Linked DNA regions of Rattus norvegicus: region 2 is linked to region 1. The links are chromatin contacts, called in public Hi-C maps. All regions are on one chromosome and are shown on one strand. The core of a region is the stretch at or near the end of the contact, and the rest is flanking DNA. Distances in the headings are between cores, read along the strand shown. Region 1 has its middle 130 kb from the start of Phka2. Region 2 has its middle 13 kb from the start of Pdha1.

Region 1 (2,993 bases), core at 214-2,713:
GGTGAGATCAGAGGACATCCCTACCCTGCCACATTATCCCTTTGTGGGGTCCCTGAACTATTGGGGATGGAAGTTTTCTTAAAGGAAGCCTGTTGGATATTGCCATAAGCTTTTCAGAGAATGTTCTTGGAGCTCCGAACAAGATTATCTTGGGCCAATGAAAATGTCACAATTCTTTGTTCTTGGCAAGAATCCCAGCTCCTTCAGCTTGGGAACACCATTTATCCTACACCAAATGGAAACTTCATCTGGGTATTATGCTCATCTCCAATTAATAAATTACAAGAGAACAAGTTAATTCATCACTTGAAGCTTGGTCCATAAAGACTGTCCAACGCATAGGAAATATAGGACGATAAAGCCATTCCTTATTGGAGCAGAGGTCTGTTTCTCTGAGGCCACTTGCATGTTGGGTGTGAGTAGATGAAATAGCTCCCAGGGAATCTGTCATTGGAATGGCCCCCACCTCTGGAGAGATCCAAATGAAGTGACAGTGTTAGAACTTGAAGTGCCTCCAATATGTTGAGTGATGAGAATGGCTTTGTCACGGCTATAGGGACTCTTAGTCCATAGCCTGGCATGGCCCAAAGTGGCAGAGAACCATGGGAATGCATGAAGGAGCCTCGCTCAGGGTTGCTGTTAATTACGTGGTGGAATCAACGTTTCCTCGCTCATAGCAAAACTGACCAGATAGGGTGCAGCTTCCCTCCCTTGGGAATGTCATCTCTGCCCAGTCTCCTGACCATGGTTTTCTGCAAAGCTCCCTTGGTGTTCAGTAATGCCACTGAAGGGCTGGTGACATTGATGTCAGTGATGAAAACAGCAGACCCTCAGCTTGTCCTCTACGCACCATTCTCAGCCTTCCCATCACTCGCTAACATTTTCTAGCCATCCTGTGAGGAAAGGGCTATTGTCATTGCCCTTGATTCACAGAGGACAAAATAGAGACCCAGAAAGCTTAAGCAGAAGTTGGAGGCTGCATGTGGTCACTATACTGCCTGGTACTTGGTCTCTGAATTGCCCGAAAGCTATTTATGAGACTTCATTTGAGTTATCTGAGTCCAGAACCTCAATCTCCTTCTCTTTCCCCAGTTTTATGTTTAAATGTTTTATATATATTACAACAGTCAAAATGGTCAGGTTTCCCTCTATTTTATTTCCTGTCTCTGGGAAGCCTAAGGTGCCATCCACCCCAGGGGAGGAATCCCTAGGGCTAAAGAAATGTTAAGTGTCTAGGATAAGTATCTGCCCCAGTCTCAAGGTTCTTTCTGGCTGTTCAAGTGCCCCTTAGCAATGTCCATCCTTGATGCTAAAAGAACAAATAGGGGACAGTAATCCTGAACTGAAGTATAAAGTCCCCCAATTCAGCAAATATAAATGGAAACTCTGAGGCCGTGTGATTCACTTTGCCAATATGACTCATATTCTGCTAAGGTTTCCATGAACAATATGTTCACAGTCTGGTTTAATTATAGCCTAGATCTGCCACTGCCTCGGTGAGCCCTGGAGGCACCCAGCCCTCACCCCCAGTGTTGCCAGTTGAAATGTCTCCCAGGGAGAGAGGACACTGGAAATGGATTTCTGCCAGTTCTATTGGTCACCTGGCATAGTGGACAGCTTCTACAGGGGGCTCAGTGAGAGATGGCACCCCAAAGGGGTTGGAAAAGCATGTGCTCACTGGGTGCTTGAATTGCTGGGGCTTCCCCTCCATGTAGAGTTGAGATTCACAAGCACCCAGTGTGGGTGTTTGGAGTGATCAATTGAGAGAAAGAAACAGGGTTGAGTCAAAGCTCCTGCAAGCGAGGGTGGAGGGAACCCCGAGGCTGCCTGATGAGCTTGGGGGTGGTTCTACACACGGGCCTGGTAACAGTGGACAGAAAATGAAAACCAAACCCTGTCCTGTCCACTTTACAGGCACTTCGTCATTGCAGTGAAAGGCAGGGGTTCCTGAGTGGGAAAGGAATCAGTTTACAAATGGAGAGTGGAACTCTGGTTTCTTCACCCTCTTATGCAGCTATTAGTGTTTCAGAGGCAGCAGGAGCTGGCTGCCATGAGTGGAGGGGAGAGAAGGCATTTGGGGCTATCTCTAAAAGGAATTCTTTGAATGTTTGTTATGTTCCAGGAGCCTCACTCCTACCTATATTGTAAAATTTAACATTTGTTTAGCATTTACTATGTACCAAGTGGTATCCATGAACTATTACAAGTATTAATATGTTTGTCTCTTGCAAGAACCATGGGAAGCAGAGGTGTGATCACAGAGCCAGTCACTGGAGCTGGAGTTGGCTGCATGTAGGCCTTGGTCCGGGGCCAGTGCCCTGTAGCACTGCTGGCATTGGGCAGTTCTTCTGACCCAAGGCTGTGGTGTGGGGACAGAGGCTTGAGGAAAAGCAGCTCTGTCTGTTGCATGTTCCTGACCTCATTCTCCCACGGTTGCAGGTGGCCCTGGTAGCAACCCACTCCATGTGTTCTGAGGGTGTCCAGTAACTCAGACAAAAAGCAAGGTCAGCTTCCTCGGCTTTCTTCCTTCTCAACAAACTCCAGGTTCCTCCCTGCATTCTTTCCCCCCTCTGTGTATATGGTGTGTGTGTGTGTGTGTGTGTGTGTGTGTGTGTGTGTGTGTGTGTGTGCGCGCGCGCGCGCGCGCGCGCACGCGAGCGTGTTTCTGTGTGAGAGTGCAGGCACCTGTACTATGGGGGATATTGTGGAGGATAAAAGACAACCCCTATGTTAGCCCCTTCTCCCCACCTTGTTTGAGTCAGGGACCTTTTTGTTGCTCACTGCTGGCTATGTCAGGCTAGCTTGATGAACGATCCTGCTTCCATATTAGGCTGGAAAAGCATCTTATAAGACAAAGTAGGTTCATTCCTGTTTATGAGTAAACCTCTGTTCCTTACGGATTGGGCTCTGCTCAACCTGCAACTTTAACTACAAATGGTTCTGTACTGCCTGTTCTGGGAAACAGCAACTATGTCTTTGTTTCAAAAAAGTTG
Region 2 (2,993 bases), core at 127-2,626, 520 kb after region 1:
TCTTTCCTATTTTAATGTGTATCGTTGCTTTCCCTACCAGTGAATCTGCGAAGCACATGGGTTCAGTACCTTTGGAGGCCAGAAGAGGGTGTGTGATCCCCTAAAACTGGAGTTACTGACAGCTGTGATCAGCCATGTGGTTGCTGGGAATTGAACACTCCTGGAAGGGGAGTTGGTGTCCTTAATTGTGGAACCATCCCTCCAGCTCCTTCTTGTCTTTTATCAACCTTTCTTTCATCTCATTTCCAAGGCATTAGATTAGTAACATTGCCATTTGAATCTCAGTCATGCTTTCCTCTTCATTCTACCGGTCCAACTGGAGGCTAAGGAAGCCTTGAGGGAGGTCCAGGGAGATGGCTCAGCACGGAAAGCGGTTTGTCTTTCCCTGGACCCACAACGTGGAAAGACAGACCCAAATCCCACAGGTATGCATGGCATGCATACACCCATATGCATGCACGCACATGCAATAGGCACAATAAATAAATGTATGTTTTCAAAAGAAGCCTTGGGAAAAGAGTTTAGAAATCACCTGTTTTTCATTTGCATTTTTCTAGTTCATACCTCATTCTCATACTAGTTTTATCTTCAGTCATCTCTTTAATAAATATTTACTGATGGCATGCTATACATGAGCTTCTGTAGTAGAGGCTAGAAAGACAGAAAAAACATTTTTTTTTCCCAAGAGGATTTGCTAGTGGTGGCCAGACTGTAGAAGCGAGTCACTAACATGCAAGGAAAGAGCACTATAATCAAGAAAGAAATAGTCAAACACTGAGCATGAAATTTTAGTTTCCATTTTATTAAGCAAAGGAACCATGTATCTATCACTAACACGTGAATGGAGATTGTTAATGTTGTCTTTACATATTTTAAGAACGTTCCATACACATTGGTAAGTGTTTTCATGGGGGGGGGGGGGGTGTTAATGACTAATTTTAGCTATGGTTTATGTTGGGCTGCCACCTGGTGGAAGAGGGATCGTATAGGTCCCTCGCCACCTTCCTTATTTCTTCCGTTGGAAGTCCATTTGATGGCTTGTTAATGCTTTCGTAGTTCTGGGTTTCCCCATATTCCTATGCTACACTGCAGCCTTATAAAACAGTCATCTAGGGGTTGCGGATTTAGCTCAGTGGTAGAGCGCTTGCCTAGCAAGCGCAAGGCCCTGGGTTCGGTCCCCAGCTCCGAAAAAAAAAAAAAACAAAAAACAAAACCAAAACCAAAACCAAAAAACCAGTCATCTCTCACTCATTGAAACACATCCTGAGAAATCGGTCATAGCACAGTAGGTCCTTTGAGGATGAAACAGGCCCAACACAAATTTCATGTAATTGTACATTCCTGTTCCAGTCTTAGTTACAATACCCCCTAGTGGAGTCTATCTGCAATTGCACACCAACGATTTTCCCCTATTATCCTGGGTAGAGTTCCACCTAGCTAGCCAGCTGCTCACAAATCCGTGTCGCTTTCCCCGAGATTCAGTTTAGAGTGCTCCTACAGTGGAATTGATCTGTATGGGATTGGGGTTGGGGATTTAGCTCAGCGGTAGAGCGCTTGCCTAGCGAGTGCAAGGTCCTGGGTTCGGTCCCCAGCTCCGAAAAAAAGAAAAAAAAAAGAAAAGAAAAAAAAAAGAAAAGAAAAGATCTGTATGGGATTATTATGTCACTACAGAACAGATGTTTCCTCCTTCTATTAGGATACACACTGTAAGTTGACTATGTGATAGTGTAAGCATCAGTTCAAATCCTCAGCACCCAAGTAAAAAATCTAGCTGTGACTATGTACATGCCTGTATCCCCAGCTATGGGGGTGGGGATGGATGGAAGGCAGAGACAGGAGGACCATTGGGACTTGCTGGCTACCAACTCGGTCCCAGGTTCACTGTCTGGGGGACATAAAATGGAAAACAATAAAACAAGACATCCAACATACTCTTCTGGCCTCTGAGTGAACATCAGGCATACCTCCGAACACACACACACACACACACACACACACACACACACACACACACGAAAATGCATTTAGTAACTAATTTTTCCCATTAATCTATGTATTTATTTACTTTACATCCTGATCACAGCCCCCCTCTCCTCTTCCCAGTCCCCCCTCTTGCAGACTCTCCCTTTGTCCTCTGGGAAGGGAAGGTCCCCTTGGGTATCACCCCACCCTGGCACATCAAGTCACTGCAGGACTAGGCACATGCTGCACTACCGAGGCCAGATGAGGCAGTCCAGTTAGGAAAACAGGCCCTCAGAAATGCAACAGAGTCAAGGTAAGCCCAGGCTCTAGTTGTTGGGAGACCTTTTCATGAAGACAAAGCTGCGCATCTGCTACAAGTGGGCAAGGGGTTGGGGAGGGTAAGCCCAGCCTGTGTATGCTCTTTGGTTGACAGTTCAGTCTCTGAGAGCCCCAAGGGTCCAGGTTAGTTGACTCTGTTGGTCTTCCGGTTGAGTCCCTGTCCCCTTCAGGTTCCTCAATCCTTCCCCCAACTCTTCCACAAGACTCCCCAAGCTCTGTTTAATGTTTTGCTGTGGGTCTCTGTACCTGTTTTGGTCAACTGCTGGGTAGAGCATCTCAGAGGACAGTTATGCTAGACTCCTGTCTGCAAGCATAACAGAATATTATTAAAAGTGTCGGGGGGTGGTGTTTGCCATGAGATGGGTCTCAGGTTGGGGCTGTCATTGGCTGCCATTCCCTCAGTCTCTGCTCCATCCTTGTCCCCGCACATCTTGTAGCAGGACACGTTTTGGGTCAAAGGTTTTGTGGGTGGGTTGGTGTCCACATCCCTCCACTGGAAGCCTGCCTGGCTTCAGCAGGTAATCACTTCCGGTTCCATATCCCCAGTGCTAGGACTCTCAGCTAGAGTCACCCCCATAGACTCCCTGGAGCCTCCCCCATCCCAGGTCTTTGTTGTACCCTAGAGATGCCCCCTCCTTCCCCTCTTGCCTGCTGCTCACCCACTACCAATTTCTGTTCACTTTCCTCCTGCC

What was found. Hi-C and Micro-C count contacts between places; a contact is called where the count stands out from the background.
Region 2: a Hi-C map of the A7r5 cell line shows a contact between it and region 1, with 5 times the contacts expected there. The contact joins two enhancer-like sites. A contact is called at or near these places in 2 of 12 Hi-C or Micro-C datasets (the A7r5 cell line and hepatocytes).

Annotation. Positions count from the first base shown.
Region 1 is chrX:37,973,813-37,976,805 of GRCr8, forward strand. No RefSeq gene overlaps it. Among named protein-coding and RNA genes, the nearest start is that of Phka2, 130 kb to the right of the region's middle. Within about 2 kb of position 1,464, at least 11 of the 93 cell types and tissues checked have an H3K27ac peak or open chromatin away from gene starts, as enhancers often do. A contact at or near this core is called in the A7r5 cell line, where this site is marked.
Region 2 is chrX:38,495,140-38,498,132 of GRCr8, forward strand. No RefSeq gene overlaps it. Among named protein-coding and RNA genes, the nearest start is that of Pdha1, 13 kb to the right of the region's middle. Within about 2 kb of position 1,377, at least 1 of the 93 cell types and tissues checked has an H3K27ac peak or open chromatin away from gene starts, as enhancers often do. A contact at or near this core is called in the A7r5 cell line, where this site is marked.